2 separate regions of the Capsicum annuum genome follow, and region 1 is linked to region 2. A link is a contact called in public Hi-C data. All regions are on one chromosome and are shown on one strand. Each heading gives the region's core, a stretch centred on a gene start, on an enhancer-like site or on the middle of the called end of the contact. The rest is flanking DNA. Distances are from core to core; before and after follow the strand shown. Region 1 holds the start of LOC107873272 (syntaxin-related protein KNOLLE). Region 2 holds the start of LOC107873274 (protein WVD2-like 3).

Region 1 (5,664 bases), core at 1,877-4,376, 130 kb before region 2:
GGGCAAATCCACTTATTTTTTGCTATTAACCCAGACTGATCTTAGCTGGAATTTGTATGTACACTGTTTAAGTTTTTATTTATCTAACCATCCAGTTAACCAAAAAACACAAGGAAAAATAAAGTACAACGGAGTATTTTCTTTACTTTTCTTGGGTTTTTAGCTTGACCATGTATATGGGTATTTATCATAATGGGTTCAAAGTTATTTTGAGCTTTCTTCAACAAAATCAAAAACAAAATTCAAGGGGAGGACTGCTTGTTATATATAAGCTCCTGACTTTGATTTTTTTAACTACCCAAAATTGCCTTTGTGTTTGTTGACAAACAAAGGTATGAGAATTCCTGTGGTTGGTTAGCCATCACAGCTATGAACAAATAATTTTCTCATTCAATCGTGATTTGAATCATCTGATTACTTGGAAAATTCTACTTGTCAATGTGGTTTTTCTAGCTGTGTTTATTAATTAAACTGATTACAGCAAGACCTAAAAAGAACCTCTAAGTTCTTGAATCATTCTTTCTCATATTAAGAACATTTTTATCCTCTTTTATGTAGGAGGGTTCAAATGGAAAGAGCTTTTAGTATAGTTTCTGGCTCATCTACTTAGCAAGTTGCGACTTTGCAGTATATTTTCAGGTTGTGGTGACTTGGGGCTGTTCTAGTTTTATTTCTTCTTTACAAATTTTATACTAGAGGTAGTATAATTTAAGCGATGAAAGATTATTTAATGGAAAACTAATTAAGATTAATTATTACCTGCATATACCTTGATTAAAAAAAATACAGCATAACTAGAGTCTAGAGCTAATCACATTCCCACAGAAGTGCGATTCATCTTGCTAAATTTACAAGTTCACATGATGGCAATGGGGGGATTTAATCAGTTGTCCAAGTGAAAGATGCAAATGACATAGTAAGACTACATAGACCCCTCTTGTGATCAACATCAAATACGTCTCTTAACATTTGCTATGCAATTATCAGACTAAGAAAGAAAGACATCTCATTTATCAGCTTCCTGGTCTGCGTTTTGGTTGGATTATGGCAGTAAATCTCTATTGTTTGGCAGAACAAATTGCCTATTTGTGAGACATGTCTCAAAATATTGTAACAAATGTAGGTGCTAAACTATAGTTTAGCATCAGAAAACAGAAGATATGTTAACGAAAACGGCAAATCTATTAAGGTTCACACAGAATAAAATATAGAATAACAACCTTGTTCTACTAAACCATACACATAATTCTCACGAGAGTGATCAAAGTAACTGCTACAAAAGAATATAAAGAATGGAAACGCTAGCAAACAAGCTCAGTTGTATCCCCCATGGGGCCTCTTCAAGATTTAGTGAAACTGGTAGCAATTGGGATGATGACTACCAGGATCAGAATCAGGAGAATTATAATGCCAATGCACATCCATGTCCTGCTGCTCTTCTGATATTCTTTTGCAGTCTTGAGGTTCTTGGTTCCATCATTAACATACTGGGCTGCATTCACCACATGGTGCTCAATATCATCCATTTTCTCTCCTTGTGCCTCAACCATCACTGCCATGTCCAAGAATATCTGGTGCAGCTCAAGCAAGCTCTTTTCGATTTCTTTAGCCGCATCATGACGGTCCTGTATCTCCACCACTGTTTCCAAGACCTTTCCCCTTCCATGCTCCTGCACCCACCAACAAAGTTTGTTAGACAAGATATCAACTATGCTTCATATCCAATTTAGTTTGCTTGAATATAAGAATCTTGGCTTTCCATTTGAACTAGTAACAGTTCAAAGTTCAACAATGATTTTGAACACTGGAATACTCAATAATTTGGAGACGGCTGTATGAATCTCCTCATTATCAATTTGACTAGTAAAAGTCCAAAATTCAATAGTTTGATGGTAAACTATATGAATTCTCACTCCAAATTTCTTTAATTAGGGTTATTAGACAAAATGAACTCTGTAAATTTTGAAAACAAACACTTCAAACTAAGCCAACATGTAACAAGTTCAACAAAACTACTGTTTCTCTACAGAAAGAAAAAATGGGGAAACAGAGAGAATTCTTAAAAAAGTATTTGTTTTGGTTGGCTTATGAGAATCCTGTCTTTTGATTTAGTTGGCAGCAGTTGAAAAATCAATAACTAGGAGATCGCTGTAAGTCTATATGAATTCTTTGGACTAGTAGTAACAATCCAAAATTCAAATAATTTGATGGTCGGCTAAATGAATTCTTACTCTAGATTTGAACTACTGATGGACGGCTATATGAATTCTCACTATAGATTAGAACTAATGACACTCCAAGATTCAATATTTGTTGGGCGACTCTATGAATACTCTCCATAGCATTGAACTAACAACAGTCCAAAATTCAATAAATTGGGTTTAATCACTCAAATCATGAAATAAAACACTTCAAATTAAGCCACCAGAAACAATTCAAGAAATTAGGAGAAGGGAGAGAAATTGGGGAAAAAGACATGATTTTTTGGGGTTTATTAGGCATACCTGAATAGCTCTAGAAAGAAATTCTTCACCACCTTGACCATTTCCACTAGATATAATCTTGTCAATAACCTCTTCATCCGGCTGCTCACCGGTCACGGTAAAGTACCTTCTCCCAACAGTCTCCTTATACTCACTCATCATCCTCTGTCTCAGTCCCTGAAAATCCATCATAAGTTCCTTAAGCTTCTTCCTCAGCCCATTCGTCACTGCAAATCGAGTCCTATCCACCGGTGTCCCTTCCTTACACCCCGAAAGCCTCCGGTTTATTGCATTAGACCGGTCCATCTCTTCCAGCTGAGACCTTATAGCTCTTGCCTTCTTTAACACAGCTAAAATATCCGAATTTATAAGATTACGCATCGATTTCAGAGCTTCGGGTTTGGTTAAGGACTTGCTTTCTTCGTTCGTGTCTTGTAAACGACGAAGAATGTCTTTGATCGAATTCATTTCAACTTTCACTTTTTCAGCTTCTTCTAAGAAAGCAGTGAGGTTTTGGTCCATTTGAGTCATACCCATTTCCAAATCTGGACCGGATTCAGCGTCTTTCATCGCTGCTTTCTTCAAATCAACGTAGCTAGTGAAAGATTTTGTCATCAAATCATTCATCGTGAATTTTGTTTTTGAGAGATAAGCGAGAAAATCAAGTAAAGAAGGAGAATTTTTTAAAACAGATAGAGATTGTTGCAGTGATTGGAGATGACAATGGACAATGTATAAGCTATAAAGAGGACGATTTGAAGGATTTGGATTGGTGGATTAAGGAGAAAGATAGCCGTTGGAGGATCTTCTGTTTAACGGCTATATTTTGTTTTGAATAAAATAAGGTTTCTTGGATTCTCTATTTTTCATCAGCAACATGTTGTCGTCAAATTTACTTTTCACATTTTTTGCTGTTAACCAGTATTTATGGCTTCTTTTAGGTAATTAGTACTGTAATTATTTATGGGTTTGACTTTGACTAAATTTGACAGTTTTACCTCAGGTACTTTATTCTGGTATATAAAAAGTAAATGCTTATTTACATTAACCATTTCTTAAATTTTTTTAGAAAATTTTTTTGGGTAAAATTCAGAAATAGCATACTTATTTGCTATAACAAGTTGTATTTTGTATTTTTGCAAACTGTTGCTACAAAAATACAAATACATATGATTTTTATTGCTCTTATGATCGATATGTATTTTGTATTTTTACAAACTGTTGCTATAAAAATACAAATACATCCAAATACATATGGTACAAAATATAATTTGATAAAAGTGTTGCTATTTTTTGTAATTTAATACTTAAGTATGTTACTTTATGTATTTTTTCCAATTTTATTTACACGCTTCAATTACAAAAATGCTTATTTACATTAATCATCTCTTAAATTTTTTAGAAATTTTATTTACACACTTCAATTACAATTTTTTCCTATTGAACAATTGAACATGTGGTAAGTGTTTTTTGGATCAATGGACCCATATAGAGAGGAACTTCTCAATCTCGATTAGGAGATACATTTGTGAATGGATCAAATCAACTTTGCAATGGTAAAAGGTTACTAAAAGAAAGGGAAAAAATGGGGATAAAAATATGGAAACGGAAAAAGATAAAAGGGGCAGTGCAGTGCACTGAGATTCGTTTGGTATAAAGGATGAGAGATAACTAATTTTGAAATTAATTTTAGAATTCACACATTTGGTTGGGATAAAATGCATGTGATAACTCATCGAGATTAGTTAGCCCACGATGATAATGTTATTTTTATCTCATATTGTGGGTGGGATAACTAATCGTGGGATAAGGTGTCCCAGCCAAACAACAAAATTTCCATTATGTGTAGGATACAACAGAAAGGATTTTGGAATGGTTACTACCGCAGATTTTGGAATGATTATTACCCCTTAATTGTTTAGCATTATTTAATTTACTTTTTTCACTCCCAAAATAAAATTTGATTTTTTCCTGTATGTGGGTTTAATAATATGAATTTAAAAAAAGAGAGAGAAAGAGAAAAATATCAATATTTTGATACTAAAATTACAAAATTGCAATTTTGATAATCTAGGATGAAATAAATATTTAAAAGTTCTAATTAAGGTAGAAGGGAAAATGCCTATTGATAGTTGGAGGAAGCATTTATCCCTTAGACAAAGTTAAGAGGTAAAAATAACGTTAAATATTGTTAAATGTCAGTATTAGTTTCAATTATTAATATCTTATGGTACACTGTTTCAATTTTGAATACTTCTACATCAAGCAAGTTTGAATGCAAGGTTCACACTTCTTGGACATCCAAAATAAAGGTGGGACTAGTGCATCAGTAGCCACTTTTGGGACCGTTGTTTAAAATATTTTCAACATTTACAAAGTATTTAAAACATAGCCACAATAGTTTTGAGGGCAAAGACACGTTGTTTTCTACGTCCAGATTTCAACACAGTGGCATGAAGTCAATAGTTGTGTAGGAGAAGAAGAAAGAAGCAGCAGTGTTAATGACATTTGATTTAGTTTTCTTATGATTTGATGACCAAAAGGTGTATACATGTTCCTCTCCTCGTGGTTTTTTTCCTAAATAAATTGCAAACCCAATATGTTTTGAACAACAACTTTAAAGTAGTTTTCACCCCAATTAATTCATAAAGGCATCACATCTTAGATAACTGAAGTGAATAAACCCACAAAATGAGGTCTAAGGAGGGTAGAGATGACCGAAGTGAGAATGACATTAAGATTTCCAAGCTTGCAGTATCATCTTAGCTCATCAAGTACAACATTCAATATCTAGCTCATAGGTTTTCATTGCTCAGATAAAAATTCTTTAAATTGCAGATAAATTTGCCTAATAATGCTCTCGACTTGAACTATATGCAGAATTCAGTACCAATACCTTGGAGAACAGGGAGACGTCAAAATAATACAAAAAAAAACCGGATGTTTGAAGTATTCACAAGTTCATCAGTGTATATACATCTTCATTCTCCAAGAAAAGGAAAGCCAAAAGCAGTTTAAGAGGCAAAAAAGAGATGGTTATAATGCTGCAATGATACATCTTAGATATTTACTTTCTCTTTCTACCACGACCCCTTCTGGGATTTGAAGTGCCAACATCATCCTTTTTTGATGAAGTGCCAACATCTTCCTTCTCCACCTCTTCCCCGCTTATTTCCTCATT
Region 2 (5,387 bases), core at 324-2,823:
AAACTAACATAACATATCAATAATTAAATGATTTAGCACTTTATTAAATTTGTAAAGATCCACCGGCAAGAGGATTTTCAATTTTGAGAGGTTAAAAAAACAAATTTTCTCTGGATGTTGAAATGTAATCCCTTTAATTGCTTTCATTATAATAATCTTTAAATTAATTTTGTCCTCTTCAAGGGATACAAATCAATGGCAAAGGCCACAATAATTGGTCTTCTATACTCGTTTGCTATATAAAAAAAAAAGTAGTATGATATAAGTTTATAACTAAGTAAGTTATGATAGGATGTTTGAATGTTTGAGATTTCATTATTTTTAATTAGAGATTTCAAGTTAAAATTTTATATATATATAAAAATAAAATTGAAGGGTTAGCCCACAAAATAAACATTAATTCTTATGGTGTACATATCTGAGTAATTGGACCTTAATATGAATATTATAAGGCTCAAAAAAAGATAAAACTACAATCTATGTCATATAATTTTTGTGCAAAGTTACTAGTATTAGCAAATGCATATCAATATAATATAATACATCTTCTACTCCTTTACGGTCGTTTGGTTGAGTGTATAAGATCAATGTAAAATATAATATATTAGTAATGCCTGCATTAGTAATGTTTGTATTACTTATGCTTGTATTAGTTATGCATGTATTATTTCTTATACATTGTTTGGTTTGATGTATAAGAAATAATACATCTTATATAATTTCTATAAAAGAAATATTTGTTTACAAAAATACTCTTCTTTAGTTTTGTACACTTTTTTGCAACAATTTTTTTTTATCATCTCAAATATAATTAGTATTGTTGAACTAATATATATAGGTTTCGGATTAATTGCAAGACCTTCGTCTTTGCGCATGAAATATTATGCCAACGGATTAACATAGTCGAAACAAAAATAAAATATAAGACGTAAAATTAAGAAATAGTTTCAATTTTTTTTAATCTTTTTAAAGATCCTTGAAGCAAAGAAAAAATATGTTACAATTATTTAATTCAATTATTCATTGTTGTAGATTAAAATGGTGGGAAAAAAAATTGTTAAATGTTTTGAAAAGATTCACTATTGCAAATTAAAATGACAGGAAAAAGAATGGTGAAATATTTTGAGAGGGAAATTGAGGGGTATTAAAATCATTTAATAAGTTAATGCATGTATTAAAAACTTTACATTACCAATATATAGAAAATGAGTGGTATTAATAATATACACTTTAATACACAATAGAGTGTATAATTAATGTTTGTATTAGTTTAATACACACTTTATAACTAATGCTTGTATTAGTTATTCATTGACTAAAAATTGTACCAAATAAGGTATTCATAATACACATTAATTAATACATGCATTATTTTTGCCAATACACTCTACCAAACGAGCCCTTATTGTTTTAGGAAATAAAATATCGTATTCTCCCTTTCCTTTTTTTTGTCTAAATCCATAAAAATCTAAAAATAAAAATAACATAAAGAACTCCTTATTTTTCGTGCTCTTTCTATTTTACTGTCTTTCTGCTATAAATAAATAGCAGCATATATATATATATATATATATATATATATATATATATATATATATATATATATATATATTTTCCTCTGTCCTCTTTTACTTTATTATTTGTAACAAAAATAACTTCATACATTTTCTGGGTAAGAGAAGGCACATATATAGAGGAGGAGCAAACATATAGATCTTTCTCAAGGTATGTGACGGAGAATACTCAAAGTTTTGTATTTTGGGTACATTTATTTATTAGTATTATTTTTGTGAGAATATTTTGATCCGTTTGCATTTGTTGTTGGATTTGGTTATCGTGATGTTATGTACATTATGGGGTAGATCTATATAGCAAAAGATCTTTTTACAATATGCTATATTATTATTCATTTTTGGAAATATAGCCAATGTGGTGATTTTGTGAGGGTAATAATTGTGTTAAATAAATAGCACTATGAAGCTGCTGCAAAAGTATGTATATCCCTAGGTAAAACCGAAATATGCTACGATTCTTTAATGTCTTCTATCTTTCTTTGTCTGGTTTTAAGGATTTGAATGTGATGGATGTTGCATTATGAAATGCGTTTCGAGTTCGATTGCTGATAGCTTAGTTGGTTCTTCTTGGGGTTCGATTCCCCACCTTGTAATCTCTTCCCCTGTGTCCCCATTTTTTTTTTAAAAAAGTTCAGATTCTGATTTCTAGATAAGAACTCACATTCTTTAGCTCCCTTTTCCATCATTTTTTGGAGTTTTGTAAATTTATCTTCGAAGTGTATTCTTGCTGTACCTTTACATTTTTCAGATAGGTATTCAAATTCTATGTAATGCATCATGAAGTTTGTGTAATATCTTTTCCGAGATTGGCACAAATTATACTGATCCCCTTTACACTATTTTTATTCATATGTGTATGTATTCCTGTAGCTATATGTTTCTGTATCAGACCCCCTTGAGGTGCGGCCTGCTCTGGACCCTCCGTGAACATGGGGATGCTTTGTAAACAGGACTACCTTTTCTATGCTTCTGTATATAATGTACAAATGCATGCATATTTTCTGTTTATAGTCTTGGACTCACCTTATGGAGGCTCCTTGTTTCATTAATCATTGACAAGCAAAAAATTCTGGCTCTTTCTTTTATTTAGTTTTAGGACACCAATCCATTGATCCTAAGCTGCACTGCCCAGCATTGATTTTATTATTACAAGGCTTCTCCCTTGCTACTTTTGTTAGAAATGTGTGCTTGAAATGGTCTAATCTCAAATGCACAATAGCAATCACCTGATGCTGGAGAAACAACAACAACAACAACAACAAACCCAGGGTGTTCCCACAAAGTGGGGTTTGGGGAGGGTAAGATGTACGCAGTCCATACTGCTACCTCCGAAAAAATAGAGAGGCAGTTTCTGATAGACCCTCGGCTCAAGATAAAGAATAGTAAACAAGGCGGTAATGAAACAAGCAGCAGGATGGATGACATAACAGAAATATGGAATAAAAATATCAAAAATAGAAATCATAGAAAATGCGAGATAAGAGAAATAAGAGCACTACAAAATACGAAGTAAAAAAATAGGACACCCACCAAGTAGGAACATACACACACAGACCAAAAACGTCCACCACACCCAAACTCTCCTGGCTAGAGACTCCTACCTATGGACACAGTCCAAAGATTACTAACCTGGCTACACAAGAAATCACCTAACTACTCGCTACAACCCACACACTCACACTAACCTTCTACCCTTATCCGCGCCCTCCATACTTTCCTATCTAGGGTCATGTCCTCCGTAAGCTGGAGAAATCGATTCAGAAACTTCTGCTGGAGGCCGAATCCATGTTAAACTGAAAGCAAATGTTTTTGTGGAATAAGATAAAGCTACTTCAGCGTCATCATTGTTGTCTGTTCTGGTGGTGTATTTTTTTATCAAGGAACGAGACAAAATTAAACTTCTAATATAACCTGGATATTAGGGAACTTTGATTTTCTTTCATGAGATTTACTTGTCTAACAATCAAGGTTTTTAATGGATATCAAAGGGCTTCAATCATTAATTATCGCAGAAATTATTTAGAGCATTTGTTTTCTTGGAACAATATGATTTTTCTGCCTTGTCTGACGATGTGCATTTGGCACATCAGCATGCTGATTCCTAGTACCTAAGAGTTAATCTCGATCCAATTTGCCACCTCACTGAGAAGCTTAATGTCCTTCTGATGATGGGTATCCTTAAGTTTATTTTATGCACAATTTAGTGGGTCAAAACTCAAAACAAGGATAGATGTTCCTCTAACTGCAAAATTCACAGTCAACTGTCTCCAGATTTTGCATATGATTGTTTATGAAGTATAAATCCAAGTTTTCATACACTTGCTTATTCAGTATGCATAAGTTGTTTAAACAATACCTTGAAACCTTAATATCATTATATCATTACATCATCGATTATGCAAAAAAGAGGAAAAATTCAATTGTTATTTTGATAAATAACTACTGAATATTATGGAAGGTCCTATTTCTTAAGCAGGAGGCCTTTTGATACTAGAACTTACTAAAGAAATGTTTTTCGTTTCCTTAACTTTAGTGGAACCATTCAAACCTGTTTGGATAAAGAAATCTATGTAGTTTTTGTGCAGAGTTATTAACACATAAAGAAACAAACAATGTTTCAAGGAAAAACCAATAAATCAAATTACTTTACCAATTCTGGTGATGGATTCAAAAGATATTCTAGCATGATGAAGCCCTTAGTTGTAAGTAATGCTTTCTTATTTTAATGACTTTTTTTCCAGAGGTTGATAGGGTTAGAAGTTACAGATATCTGTATGGAAAAGGAGCAAGGTGGTAAAATAAGTTACTCAGATGGTGTTTCTCCGGATTCAAATTACTTGAGAGACGGTAATCAAGATTTGTTGCAGTCACCTGAGCATGTCACTGGGGAGCAGAGAACTGATATGCTGAATGAGAATGTTGAAGCGCAGTATTATGAAGCGAAGGAATGTACAGCTGAAATGCCAGTTGAGAGCAGACAAGAACAAGATCGACCAAGTTCAAAGGTAAAAGATGATAACAGGAGACCAAGAACTTCAGTGAAACCAGTAACCAAATCTATTGCTGGAAGCTATAAAACAAAGTACACTGTTCCCCAGCCATTTGCTCTGGCAACTGAGAGGCGTGCTTCTCATGGAACACGTCCTATCAGGAATGATGCAGGAGACATGAGTGCTGCACAGAAGCCATCTGAAGCAAATAGTTTGCAGGCCCCAAGATCTGTACAAAACCAGGTTATTCACCTATGCTTCATGTGCTTTTTGACCACTTTCTATTGGGTTATGTCATTAAAGGTTAAAGATTAATACGAAGCACTTGATCTTGCAAAATGACAAAGTCCTCATATATTATTTTGCTTCTACTTTTGGTTAATGAGAAAACTCACTTATCACTGAGAAGTCAATGCATAACTATTGGAGTTAGGTTCTATAGATCAAACAGCATTTTCATCTGTGGCTATGATATTCCTTTTTCAGGTTTCCTTGTCAAATGCAAATGCACTAAAGAAGCCACAATGTGATAACAAGAAACATTCTGATGAGGAAGACTCGTCAATTGCCTCTTGGTATGATCTTTCTCCTTTGATCAAATTTGACAAGGTCTTCGCTTTATCTGATGCGTGTCCTTATTGGATTTTGGTTTTCCATTTGATGATATCCTCAACAATGAGAAGTGATATGGTCACAGCAAGAAAATCCGGGGTCACTGTAGCAGCAGCCCCAGTATTTCGGTCCTCTGAACGTGCAGCAAGAAGGAAGGAGGTACCTGTTGATTGCGCTTCTGCTAGGAATTAGGATTGTTGAAACTTCTGAC

Evidence for each region. Hi-C and Micro-C count contacts between places; a contact is called where the count stands out from the background.
Region 1: a contact with region 2 is called in a Hi-C map of leaf, with 2.0 times the contacts expected there. The contact joins the promoter of LOC107873272 here to the promoter of LOC107873274 in region 2. A contact is called at or near these places in 2 of 5 Hi-C or Micro-C datasets (both in leaf).

Annotation. Positions count from the first base shown.
Region 1 is chr6:76,396,673-76,402,336 of UCD10Xv1.1, reverse strand. LOC107873272 (syntaxin-related protein KNOLLE) reads right to left here and starts at 3,126. Exons shown (of 2, transcript NM_001325027.1): 1 at 2,505-3,126; 2 at 1,162-1,670. The coding sequence starts at 3,110. The coding sequence ends at 1,341. It overlaps LOC107873273 (DNA repair protein XRCC4), which reads right to left. Exons shown (of 5, transcript XM_016720046.2): 5 at 5,395-5,664. The coding sequence ends at 5,551.
Region 2 is chr6:76,265,406-76,270,792 of UCD10Xv1.1, reverse strand. LOC107873274 (protein WVD2-like 3) reads left to right here and starts at 1,573. Exons shown (of 7, transcript XM_016720047.2): 1 at 1,573-1,725; 2 at 4,316-4,807; 3 at 5,051-5,139; 4 at 5,248-5,335. The coding sequence starts at 4,349.